Regions from separate parts of the Rattus norvegicus genome. Here region 2 is linked to region 1. A link is a contact called in public Hi-C data. All regions are on one chromosome and are shown on one strand. The core of a region is the stretch at or near the end of the contact, and the rest is flanking DNA. Distances in the headings are between cores, read along the strand shown. Region 1 holds the start of Vps26c (VPS26 endosomal protein sorting factor C). Region 2 has its middle 100 kb from the start of Dyrk1a.

The links. Hi-C and Micro-C count contacts between places; a contact is called where the count stands out from the background.
Region 2: a Hi-C map of frontal cortex shows a contact between it and region 1, with 2.4 times the contacts expected there. The contact joins the enhancer-like site here to the promoter of Vps26c in region 1. A contact is called at or near these places in 2 of 12 Hi-C or Micro-C datasets (frontal cortex and psoas muscle).

What each region holds. Positions count from the first base shown.
Region 1 is chr11:47,309,126-47,316,070 of GRCr8, forward strand. Vps26c (VPS26 endosomal protein sorting factor C) reads right to left here and starts at 1,920. Exons shown (of 8, transcript NM_001108316.2): 1 at 1,844-1,920. The coding sequence starts at 1,900. It also overlaps the pseudogene LOC134481060.
Region 2 is chr11:47,486,341-47,493,297 of GRCr8, forward strand. No RefSeq gene overlaps it. Among named protein-coding and RNA genes, the nearest start is that of Dyrk1a, 100 kb to the left of the region's middle. Within about 2 kb of position 3,666, at least 7 of the 93 cell types and tissues checked have an H3K27ac peak or open chromatin away from gene starts, as enhancers often do.

The DNA.
Region 1 (6,945 bases), core at 670-3,169:
TGCACAGAAGACTGTCCCACTGGTGACTCCTTTTCTAACCCTCCTGGTCCCTGAGCAGGGATGGCCCTTCCTGGAGAAAGGTACCTTTCCACTTCCCACTCCACAGACAGCCCCATCTAGCCCCATCCAGCCTCAGGCCATCATTCCCTTCACCTGTCCTCCAACAGGGGCAAGAACAGGGTGTGGCCTATTGATACATCGGGGTTGCTACTCGGCCATAGAAACAAGCTGTGCTCCAACACTCCTGGATGCTGAAAATGTGCTGTCAAAGAAGCTGTCAGAAAGGCCACAGACTGGAGGACTCTTTTCCTGTGAAATGCCTACAACAGGCAGAGCCCTGGCAGATGTGTGATTGCCTGGGGCTGGGGGCAAGCAAGGAGGAGTAACAGCTCTCAAGTATACGGTTTCCTTTGGAATTGGTGAAAAGTTCTGAACTTAGTGCAGATGGATGCACAGCACTATAAATACACTAAAACCACTGGACTGGATGCTATAAAGGGCTGGTTTTTGCCTTATCCAAATTATATCTCTAATATCTGTGTGTGTGTGTGTGTGTGTGTGTGTATATATATATATATATATACATATATATGCATATACATATATATGCATATATATGTATATATATAAAAATTATATCTCCACAAAGCTATTAACCAAGAAAAAATAGTCACATGGTTTTCAACTGGACCCAGAACTGTTAAGGTTTTGCTACATTTACTCTTGTTCTATATACACAGGCAGAAATGTATGCACGCCCATACTTTATGGTTAAACTTTCTGAGGTTACTATGGCTAAGTTCAGCATATGAAAGGGGTTCCCCTGTGACTAAGACACGCCTGCAAAATTCAACACTGACACAAAAGTATTGTTTGATAAAAGTTGTGCACTGCATTCCAGTCCTTGCCTTTAGTGTCTTTTCATCTTTAACAGTTTTACTGATTTCCATTTAAAACGATTTATTTCAGATTATGTTATACACTGTGTCTTTGGTGCAGGTCCAATTGGAGACCAGAGGCATGAGACTGGAGTTACAGGTGGTTGTGAGTGGCCTGACATGGTTGCTGGGAACCCAAGGTGGATCCTCCGAAGAGCATTATCAGATTCTTACAGCAGTGTCCCTCAACTGAGGTAAGGCAGATCGTTTCCTTTAAGAACTAAATATTTCGCAGTGGTCTAGCGTAAGTAAGCCTCCTCTTTCTCAGCGCATCTTGCCATGGAGTCCCTTTTATAAAGGGTGATGGCAACTTGGTGTTTGGGTTATTTTGGGGGGGAGGGGTCTTTGAATGGTGACTGCTAGACAAATCACGAATGTTGCTTCTCTTCTGTTGTGAGGATGGAAGTGGGGTGGATCACTGGAATCTTTATTAAATATCAGGTTTCTAGTTTTTAGCATCCATTTGCGATGTTCACCTGGGATGATTTCCTTTTCAACCCCACACTGCATTTGTATCCCCTGAACCGTGTGCAGAACCTGACTGTGATTCCACAGCAGCTGTGCGTTAAAATCGCTGGTGTCTCCGGGTTAGAGCCAGGGCGATCGTATTCTACAACTAGGGTAATGGATCCTGCCGCGGTGCAAGGCTTAGAAGAAAACTTTGCATTAGGAGTGACCACTGCCTGGAGCACACGTGTCCATTTTGAAAGCTCTTCTGCAGAAAGGGGCGTTTGTCACCTGCTCTTCACCCCGAGAGCGACAGCTCGGGCCCCACCGCCCGCTTGCCGACGCGCCCCAAGCCCTACTACACAGGACAGGAACGCAGGGCACGCCCATCCAGCGTCGGGCCCGCATGCGCCGTGCTGGAAACCGCGGAGCTTGAAGCCCGACACCCCTCCACTTACCCCGGCGTGATACACTTTATTCGCTCTTTTAATCTTGATGTCCAGAGTAGTCCCCATCTCGGATTATCCACAAAGGCCGCAACTTCCGGCCACTCGTGACCCGGTCGCCCCGCCCCCTACCAACCCACCCCTCCGGCTCCTTCCGCAGTGTTGGCACGTGACCGGCGTTCGTGCCACTCCTCACACCTCCCTTCTTCCGGCACAGGGCGGGACTTAGCACGGAGAGGACACGAAACCCCCAAACACACTTCCGGAATGCTGAAGGGAGCTCTCTGTTCTCCCGGCGTGCCCCGCGGTGGGGGCGAGGCCGCTTCTCAGCGTTTTTTTTTTACAGGAGGTTGCCTTCCCGTCTGGCTGTGCGGCGCGAAAGGGGTTTCCGGAAGTGATAGCAAGAACGTGCCCCCCTCCTGTCATCCGCTTCCTCCATCCCTGTAGCGGCGTCTGCTTCCTGATGTTCTGAAGCCCCATCGCCCGAGTCCTCCGGGCCGTAGAGTCCAGGCCAACCGCAGGGGCGTGGCCCCGCGCTAACGACCTGCCGGCTGCTGATTGGCGGAGGGCAGCGGCTACGCCCTCAAGCCACGCCCACGGCGCCAGGCCAAGGTTTCAGGAAGCGCGGGGTGACCTCGCTCTGCGGCTGCTCGCGGCTTCGCAGCCGCGAGGGTTTCTGGGTATTCTCCAGGCGCCTAGCCTGGAATCCCGCTCGGTGTTCAGTGCGGCACCACGGCGGCTGCGCGAGCAGGAAGGCAGGATTCGGAACTGAAACGAACCTGCGTATCTCTATCTCCAGCAGCCTGTCGCTGTGGCCACTGAACTTTAGGGGCGATATTGCGGTTAGCCAGCATGCTAGTTACTGAATTACAATCTCGTAAATATGTAAACTCACTCTTCCAGTGAGCAGGCCAAATTTTGGTGTTTTGTTACGTAAAATGATATGAAGAAATGGTATTTGAATTTCTTGATTTTTATTTTCTTCAGTATGTATCACTTTTTCTTTTCTTTTTTTCGGAGCTGGGGACCGAACCAGGGCCTTGCGCTTGCTAGGCAAGCGCTCTACCACTGAGCTAAATCCCCAACCCCTATATGTATCACTTTTAGAATAACTAATATCTCTGTAAAGTTGTCTAAGGGCGGAGCTTAGACAAAATGCTAACAAAAGTGGTTTCACCAATGACTCGAGGTCTTTTGGGACCGAAAATGATCTACAATGTCTGCAGTTGCTTTTGAAGGTTAAAATGTTTGTCAATATTCAGGGCTCCATTTTCAGCTCTTGTCTCTACCCATAGGACTTTCCCGTATGTCTTGAAAACTTTCCTATAAAGTCATGTGGGACACAGCCTAGATAGATATTCAAGTATATCCTGTTCTCCCAGACTCAACCACCATTTTTAGTTGGTGGATAAACAAAAATTCAGTGCAGGAAAGAAAAAAAGCCTTTCTTTCCATATAAGGCTTTTGCAGGTTCCTGTTCCTCCAGGGCAGGTGTGCCTGATTTCCTCTTTGAAATTTGCACACATGGTTAAGGAAGCATGGTCTACTGTGAAGAGCACCCCTTCCAGGAGTTACCAGTGTTTATTGATCAACCCCGTGCAAAGTCTTCCTTACAGAAATCAGAAGTCCACTTTCCCCAAACACTGCTCTTTTCATCTCATGTTAAATAGTTAGATTTTGTCACTTTAAGCTACTGAATATCAGACTGCCAAAGTGACAGTCTTGTGGCACAAGTGGGACCCGAGGTCTTTTATGGGAAATGAAAGTTGTGGTTCTAGTGTGGAAATAGGAGGAAGCAATGCAAGCATCTTAACAGACGACAGCTGCCGTCCTCGGAGTTGACCCCTGCTCTTCTGCACAACTGCAGTGTCGGAAAACGTTCATGGATAACAGGGGAAGGCTGGTAGACCCTTCTCCCCAGACAGTTGAATGGGAGATAGTTCCCAACTTGTCTGTTTGTATCACCCTATTGCTAGAACCCAGGAAATGTACCCAGAAAATGCTGTTCTCACAAGATGGTTAAGGACAACTTATCTTCCATGGGGTTCTCTTGAGCTAGTGACATAGTTCAGTGACTAAAGGTACTTGCCACCACACTGGATGACAACCTGTGTCCCATCTCTGGTGAAAGAGAAGCAACTCCCACAAGTTATCCTCTGACCTCCACATGTACACCCTGATTGTATGTGTCTGTTCTTGTGACCAGTCTACGGTGCCATCCCTATTTGATGATATTCTCTCTAGAAACACAAGAATGAACCAGCATGGTGATGTAACAGACTCTCCATATACCTATGGAAGATCATCCTCCCATACTGGGTCACTTTCCACCACTAGACCACAAAGCCCCAGTCTCCTGTATTCCTTACTGGGCCATCTTGTGTAGACCACGAAGAGGGAGAATTCAGAAATATTGGTGGAAGCAGATCTAGATGTCTTTTTATTAAGTGCTAGAAAACAACCCCTCAAATGGGCATCTTTCTTTCACTGAAAGATGGACTACAATATGTATATTAGTCTCTTAAACTTTTTTTTTGTCTTTTTTTTTTTTCCGGAGCTGGGGACCGAACCCAGGGCCTTGTGCTTGCTAAGCAAGCGCTCTACCACTGAGCTAAATCCCCAACTTCTCTTAAACTTTTTATGTCATGAATGTTCTGCCCACATGTGTACTTGTGTACCACCTGTGTGTGTGGTGCTCATGGAGGCCATAAGAGGACCTCAGATCTGGATCTAGAGTTCAGACAGTTCTGAGCAGCTGTATGGGTGCTGTGAATCAAACTGGGGTCCTCGACAAAAACTGCCAGTGCTTTTAAACACTGACCCATCTCTTTAGCCTTCAGTTTCTTTTGTCACAGTTATGAAATGAATGACAAGAAGCACCTCAGGGTGAGAAGGGTTTATTATGGCTCAGGGTTTGAGGGTACAGCCCATCATGGTCTGGGAGTCATGGCAGCCAGAGCCTGAGGAAGATGAATGCTGGTACTTGGCTGGCTGCTTTTTTGCGCACCCCAGAACTCCAGCCTGTGTACTGTGCCACCCACACTTAAGGGTAGTCTCACCTCAGTCTAGAAAATTCCTCAGACTTGCACAGAGATTCATCTCCAAGATAACTCTGGAATCCAGTCAAGTTTCCAATATTGACCATTACAATAATGTCCAGTTACTAACCTCCTGGCGATTCTGGGATAAGAGCTACAGTCCCTGGGCCTCTCTAACTGGGTTCTCACCCTTGGTCCATCTTAGGGACCGAAGGACTGTTTTCCTGAGCTTCTGGCAATAGAGCCTTAGCAGCTCTCCAATGCATCGATCTTCAAAACTGAACTCAGCTTTCCCCAGGCCATGCCATCTTTGCAAGGGCAACATATGTCTGAGGACTACAGGACTTAGGATATACAGAGCTTCCCTTTTCCCAATTCAGGACAACCATGAAAGACTAGTCCAGTCCAAAGCTACCATCAAGTCTGGCATAACAAGTTATTCAGTAGTTTAAAACAAGTGGTTTGAAAGAAACAACCTCTGTGCTTATGAGTGTATGCCTTTCCAGATGGGGTGTTCAAGGCACCATCTTGGAATATAAAACCTAAGTCTCACCAGACATCAAACCTGGCAGCACCTTCATCTTGGATTTCTCACCTTTCAAAACTGAGAGAAATAAACTGTATCTGCCTAGGCAGATCAAGGACATTGCATGATGCATCGTTTAAAAAAAAAGTCAAATTCAGTCAATGTTGTATGTTGCAGATACTTTAACAAGAATTTCAGCCAGCTAGCCTTCAAGACTACATTGTCAAATATATTAGGGCAAGGGACAAATAATAAAAAAAACTAAAGATTACCAAGTGTGAGCAACACTATTCAGAAATCCATGCCCATTCCAGCATATATAATACAGTCTTTTTCTTTCAGTCTCTAATGCCCAATCTTAAGTCTTTTAGTATAAAGTATTTCTTAAATATATAGTATTTTTACTCTTTGAGGATTACATATATACATACAATGTATTTTCACCATATTCACCCCACAATTCTTTGCCTAACTCCTCCCAGGTCCACCCTCATCTCATCTCCCTTCACCACTCTTTCCACTTTTTGTACACACACACACACACACACACACACACACACACACACACACACATTCATATTCTCCCATCAAGTCCAAATTGTGTGCTCATGTACTACTTGTGGATGCAGGCCAATCCACTGGAGCATGGTTGCCCTTCCAGGGACCATACTCTTAAAGAAAACTGAGTCTTTTCTCTGGAGCCATCAACTGTCAATAGCTGCCCAGCCAAGGGTGGGGCTTTGTGAGCCCCATGGCCGCCCATGCTGGAATGTTTCTTGTTCACCTTGTGCAGGAACCAGAGCTGCTGTGAGTTCACGGGTGTTGTGGTCCTACACTTCCAGAAGACACTTTCACTCTGGCCCTCCTGACCTCTGGATCTTAAAATCTTTCTGCCCCCTCTCCTCTTCTGAAATTGTCCTGAGTCTCCAGGGAAGGGAGTGTGACAGAAATGCCCCACTGGTGACTAAGCAGTCCACACACATCAGAAGTATTTCTTACCCCCAACTCTGCTTTGTCAACAAATAATAGTGATAGGGTGAAGGGCTTAGATGGCAACATCGTGCTCTGCTTAGCAAACACGAGGAACTGAGTTCAGTTCCAGAGCCCATATGAAAAAGCAGGGATGGTTGTGCTCATTTTTAACCCCAGTGCTAGGAAGCAGAAAGGGGAGGATCCCAGAGGCTCATGGGCCAGCTAGCCTAGATCACTTGGTGAGCTCCAGGACAGTGAAAAATCCCGTCTTGGAGTAAAGCAACCACAGATGAACAGCACTTGACCTCCAACATCAGCATTCCCACAAACACACAAACAAAAACATTGATCTTGTTGAAAGGGGGTGGGGAGGCCTTGGTATATGCTTGAATTTTCCCATAGGAGACAAGATAGATGCACCCAGTCTGGTAGCATTGTTTAAATCTAAACCTAAAATATTTTTAGCTCTTACCATTCCTTGTAGATTCTTCCCGACTCTCAACCAGATTCTATCTTAGATCACGCAATGTACGATGAAGAAGATTTCCCTCAGAATATTAAAAATGTCAGGTCTAAAG
Region 2 (6,957 bases), core at 2,416-4,915, 180 kb after region 1:
AGGAGTGTTGGTCAACTTAAAACAACCACACCATGGCAGCCTGGGTAGGTGAGTCACCCCTTTAGTTAGCTTTCCACGATCACTGTGCTCTAGCACCTCCTGAGAACCATCCCACCCAGCCTTGAGGGTGTCCTGTGGGCAGTCATAGACGCTGTGTTAAAGACGGCCATTGCCGTGGTGCTCAGTGCAATGCTCGCCATACCCAGAATGCTCACATGGCTTCCAGATGGGACTGAACCACCTGTCACAATGTTTTAATCATGCTGAGTTGGCGACAGGAGTCAGAGACACGTCAGCTGCCATGTCAAGGGACACAGTCTTTGCCAGTGGTGTACATTCTCAGTTCAGGCGGCCGGGAGCACTTCTCGGCACTTGAGAGCACTTACTGCTCTTGCAGAGAACCCGGGTTCAGTTTGCAGCATCCACACGGCCCCACAGCCACCTGCAACTCCAACTCCAGGGGATCCAGTGCCCTTTGTTTCCCACCTTGCCATTCTGCATGTATTTGGTACATATACATACATGAGGGGAAACACATGCAAATAAAATAAGTCTGTAATAGTAAAATGTATTTTCAACCCACAGTCATTTTCAGACAAAATAGGAAATTTAAAATTAAGTATCATAAAATATAGCTTTTTTATTTTAATGGTGAGAGTCTGGAGACTGAGTGGTAAAGAGCAATTGTTGCTCTTGAAGAGGACCTGGGTTTGGTTCCTAGCAGCTGCATGGTAGTTCACAACCATCTGTAACTCCAGTTACAGGCATCCGGTTCCCTCTGACCGTCCAAGGCACTGCCAAATATGCTTGTGGCACACAGACGTGCGTGCAGGGAAAACACACAAAGTAAAATGAATAAAACAAAAAAATTAGGTGAAAAAGGAGCAGCCAAATAAGTTTCTGGTTGATTTGTTGGTCAAGCTGGGAACCTCTTCCTTGGATGGAGTATGCAAGATTCGGAACTTGTCTAAGGACTTGAAGCCTTCGACTGTAGCAGTCTGCAAAGAAATGGGCACTGGAACCAGACAGAAGGGCAATCGGGACAAGATGCAGCGTGAGTGCGTTTCCCTAACTCCTGTGAGAAGCCCCATGTCCTCAGGCTGGGGAGCCAGAACCAAGCTGAAAGGAACTGAAGACTGGCGCTCTCTACCAGGATTTAGGTTTTACATTTAAACCTTTGATCCTTTTGCACTTTACCCTACTGTATACTGTGAGCATGGACTTGGTCATAGTAGCTGTCAGGCTGTCTCAGTACTGATGATCACATCACTTCAGAAGGGTAGTCCATAATGGGTCTTGCCCTCCTGTGATGATTTGTGTAAGCTCAGCCCAGGGTGTGGCACATTAGAAGGTGTGGTGCTGTTAGAGTGGATGTGGCCTTGTTGGAGTAGGTGTGGCCTTTTTGTAGTACATGTGTCACTGTGGGTGTGGGCTTTAAGACCCTCATCCTAGCTGCCTAGAAGTCAGTATTATGTTAGAAGCCTTCAGATGAAGATGTAGAACTTTAGCTCCTCCTGCACCATGCCTGCCTGGATGCTGCCATGTTCCTGCCTTGATGATAATGGACTGAACCTCTGAACCTGTAAGCCAGCCCCAATTAAATATTGTCTTTAAAAGAGTTGCCTTGGTCATGGTGTCTGTTCACACCAGTAAAACCCTAACAAGACACCTCCTGACTTTGCATCTATTAAGTTTACTTCCGTGTCTCAGAAGTGTTTAGGATTGTCCATGTTTAGATTTACCTGGTAAGTTGACGCTGGGGTTTGGTTCTATTTGTACTGTAAGGGGGATCCCCCTCATGTCTACTGCCTTCTGTTTTGCTGTGATATGGGCACCTGAAAGCCATTGGCTTTTCATCCTGCTTCTTGCCAAGTTCTCTCCTTGTTTTCAATCATCTGTCCACTGAGTCTTTTGGGTGTGTGTGTGTGTGTGTGTGTGTGTGTGTGTGTGTGTGTGTCTGTGTCTGTGTGTCTGTGTGTCTGTGTGTGTGCGCGCGCGGGGGGGTGTTTGTTTTGTTTTCCTAGTCAATGATGTTATTCCCATAAAATAAAATGGTATATAAGATATAAGATATAAACAAAATGCTTTCTTCTCCAGCACTTCCTGGTTTTCCTCTCATCCCTGTCCAGTGACATTGGCTGGCGAGTCTGCAACATGCGGTAAACTTGTTTGGGCATTAATCCACTGCAGGGCACAGGACCCAGTCACCTTGCTAAAGCCTCTGAATGCCACTGCCTTGGCAACCAAACCTCAACACTCAAGCCTGCTTCGTACAGAACCATCACAGTGGTGTTCATGAGCTACAAGCAGGGGGATCTAAGGTATGCAGGGGTGACCAGAGGCAGGCAAGACGACGACCTCAGTGTTCTGCACCCGTGTCACAGCTCTGCTAGGACACACACAAGGCATGGGTGAGCTGTGAAGGGGTCTTCTCACTCAGTTTCCTGTGATTACGGGGTCACCCACTGGATGCCACACAAGACTAAGTGGAGAGCTGGTATTCTATTGATAACTGCACCCACGCACACCGAGGCCAGACGATAGTTTCTGAGAGCTGTTTCTTCTACCTCATGAATCCTGGGACTCGAACTCCGGTTGTTAAGCTTGGTGGCCAGGGTGCTTAGCGCTGACCCATCTATCCAGCCCAAGAGTGGGTAGTTCTTACTGGTTCGGGAGATACAGACCAAAGCAACATCCAGTGGTCTAGGAGACCCTTTGGACAACTGTTGCCATGCCACCCATGGTCAATAGGTGTTCTCAAAACAGAGCCACTGCTTTGAGGGTAGAGCCTAGTCATGTGACCTCTCGGTGAACAACACATTCAACTCAGTTACAGATCTGTGGAAAGAGCGCACAGCGATTACTTCTCGCGTTTTCCAAAACCACGATGGCCTGGCAGTTTTCTACAGTCTCTGTACTGGGGGTTACACCTTGGACTCAGTCTCTCAGCCTAACGTCACAGTGACTGGGTATCCTTGGCCAGTCTTGAACACTGAAGCCCCCAATGCCCATCTTCACTCTCTGTAAGATCAGCCTCGGCAGACCTCACGTGTGATGTGTACCTCACGTGTGATGTGTACCTCACGTGTGATGTGTGGTGCTTGTCTTTCTGTCGTTGGCTTATTTCTCTTCGCGTGATTGTCTTCCATGTTTCTCTGCTCTACTAGACATGACAAGAACTTTTTTTTTATTTTAATGGCAAAGTAGTATTCCGGAAGACAGACAGACAGACAGACAGACAGACACACACACACACACAGACACACACACAGACACACACACACACACACACACACACACTTTCCTTATCCACTCATATGTTGGCAGACATTAGGTTGATTCCGTATCAAAGCTTTTGCCATGTGATTGATGAACAAAGCTATGTCTTTAACAGGTTCACCTCATTTCCTTCACAAACGTACCTGGTCCTGAATGTGTAGCTTGTGTGTCATTCTCTCTGCAGTTCTCTGAAGATGCTGTGCTGTTCTCGTATAGCTGCTGTGATGTTCACCCCACCATTGGGTTCCAGGGTTCCCTCCTCTCACAGCCTTCGGGGTACTTACCTTCAGTCTCATTGGCAGTCAGTGCACCTATCGGGCTAATGTTACGCTCTATTTTAGTTTTGATTTGGTGATTGGAGGTGGTATTCTCTTTTTCTGTATGAAACAGAATGTAAACTGGGCTGATCCAAACTCTGATCCCCCAGCCTCAGCTTCCCAGTGCTGGGTTTAAAGTGGGCTGCTGCTATGCCTGGCTGGTACTGTATTCTTTCCACATACCACTTGGCTGCTAGCCTGTGTGTCTCATTCTTCAGAATATCTATTCATATGCTTAGTGCGCGTGCACGCGTGCGCGCGCGTGTGTGTGTGTGTGCGTGCGTGTGTTGTGTGGCTGCTTGAAAGTCCTTTTCAAAAATAGGATCTGTCCATAGACGTACTGTCAGCGCTGACCCCTGACCCTGGAAGGACACCGACCGCTTCCTCCTGAGTGCTCCAGTTTCTGTGCTGCTTATGGATTGTTGGGTGTTTTCCAGTTATGGTATTTTCCCGATTAATTTAGAAACTGTACAACGCCCTGCTTTTCTTTTAGCAGTTACTATGGTGACCACGAGGGGACATTTTTCATCAGAGAGCATTGTTATTTATGCACTCCCACCGTTTGATATAAGCACAGCCTCAGCACTGCAGACCCACTCCGCTTACAGCCGTTGCTGGCGGGGTTAATTTCCGATGTTTTACGTTCCGCTGCTCTGCCAGTTGTAGGTGGGACCTGCCTCTTTAAGATTAGTGGGGCGTGGTAGCACATATCTGTAATCCCAGCCCTTGGCTCCAGCGTATGCTATCTGAAAATGTATACATGTATGTATATATGTTTCTATCTATCCATCTAGATATCTATCTGCTTTTCTGTCCCTCCTTCCTCTCCCTCCTCCTTTTCCTCAACCTTTTTCTCTGTGACCAGTGTTGCTGTGTAGTTCAGGCTAGCTAGGAACTCTTAATCCTCCTGCCTCTGTTTTTATTTATTTATTTATTTATTTATTTATTTATTTATTTATTTATTTCAATGCAAATGAGGGTGTGTTCTCTGCTTCTGCCGGAAGTGGATTCTGAGCACTGAACCTGTGACCTCAGCTTCCTGGGATGGTTTACCCTCTGAGCCATCTGGCCAGCTCTGCCCTCTTCCTACTCGTTCTGGCTTTCCTTGTAGGTTCTCCTCTGAGGTTGCTTTCCTTCTGTTCAAAGTGCCTCTTTTAGTTTTTTTTCCCCCTTAAAGTGGTTGATTGTGAATTAGATGAGTTTTTGATGAGAACACACTACTTCTATATCTGAATATTAATTTTTCATTACAAAAATATCCTAACTAAACAAAGTGGCAAAGACTGTGAGAGGTTCCCATGCGCTCCTGCTTGGTTTCCTGTGGTGTGCACGTGCCGTGGAGTCCCAGCGTGTTCATGGAATTAAACAAGACCAGCAGCGAGGCAGCACTCTAGCTAGTGTATGCATGCCGAGAGCTCCCACGTTGCATTAGGCTCTCCCATCTCCTCCTCTCCTTTAATCTGTCGATCCTCTGTTGTTACTTTTCCCAATCCTGGCCTTTTATTTTGTAGAATTCCCATTAGTTTTGTCTCCTTCCCCAGTGATTTCTCATATGCATACTGCAGCTACACATTTTCCACTAGAGTACCAAAAAGCGATGTGGAACAGGAGGTACTTGCCCTGATTTTATTCTTTTGAAACAGGATCTCATCGTACAGCTCTGGCTGGTCTGGAACTTGTGTACATCAGGCTGACCTCAAACTTGCAGAGATCCACATGCCTGGGCTCCCTGTGCTGGGATTAAAAGTGTATATCACCATATCTGGCAAGGCAACTGCTTTTGATGCACCCTGTGGCTTTTGACTTTGGTTGGCTCCCTCTCCATGGGGAAATAAGCAGTAGCCCTGTAAGGGATAACCTTTGTGTGGGAGATCTTCTGAGGAAATTGCTGTGGAACAAGTGACCCTATGGCTTAGTATTTTGAACACCAAACATTTCTGACATCACATTTTTGGAGTTAGGAATTCGGGAGCAGTGGGAAGCGGTGGTCTGGCTGGAGTCTCTCAGGTTGGGGTTGTTGCCACTCCTGTCAGGGAAGACTTGACTTGGGCTTGAGCACCAGTGTCTAAGACTTCCCAACAGGTGGGTTGAAAACCTTTGTGGTCGAATGACCCTTTCACAGGTGTCAAATGTTAGAAATCCTGCACATCAGACATTTATGTTCCCATCCATAACTGTAGCAAATTAGAGTTGTGAAGTAGCAGTGAAATAATTTTATGGATGGGGGTCAGCACAACATAAGGAGCTGTATTAAAGGATCACAGTATTTGGAAGGTTGAGAACCGCTGATCTAAGATAACTCCTCACAGGTCACTAGCCATGGCCTTGGCCACTCACTTCTCTGGCAACTTCTGTCCCTCGCCGTGTGATCAGTTTTTGTTTGTCATGTTGAGAGTATTACGTAGCCCACACTGACTCTGAATTCTGTAATGAATACTATATAGCTAAGGGTGACTTTGAGCTTCTGATATTTGTACCTCCACTTCCTGAGTGCTGGGGCTTATGCTGCCTTACCTGGTTTATGTCCTCCTAGGGATCAAATGCAAGGCTTCATGCACGGGCAAGCACTCTCCTGACAGAGCTTCTGTCCTGGTCTGCCATGACACCAGGCAGTCCATCTTTCCAATTCCACCTCTGACAGTACCCCAGGGAGGGCACTGATGGCAGCTTTCCAGAGTCTCTGACCTGGGATACAATGCCTACTTGGGGCCCAACGTCGTAATGTAAGGGTTTGATGCTGGAAGCTACCACACTCTCGTGACGTATTCATGACCCTGTCATCGTTGCAGTTGGCTCTGTTGGAACCCACATCAGCCCTGTTCAGTGTGGGAGAGGATTGTATCATGGCAGGAGCAGAGGTCACCATTCTGTCTTCTGAGTCACCCTTCCCTCCATGTTAACAATAACTGATGATTGCTGTGGAACTCTGTTTCTCAGAACCTGGGAATGAGGGAAGAGCTGTCCATCCCTTCCCAAGCTCTAATCCAGCCTAGCTAGGGCAAGCGCATCACTGGGGGTTTTATAGGCATTGTCTCTCTAGCACATGTGCCCCAGGCTCACTGAACTCACTGTGTAGTGGAGGACCCTGAATTACAGACCTTCCTGCTTCTTCCTTCCCAGTTATGAGCTTATAGGCACAAGCCATCATCCCTCATTGATGTAGTACTGGGCTTATAGGCACAAGTCACCATCCCTCATTGATGTAGTACTGGGCTTATAGGCACGAGCCACTGTCCCTCATTGATGCAGTGCTGGGGACCCGAGCCATGTTCCAGGCTCTCCACAGTGTCTTTGATCTATAGGTATTCTACACATCTACACAACTAGATGGCAATTCTTTCCATCATGATTGTTGACGTCT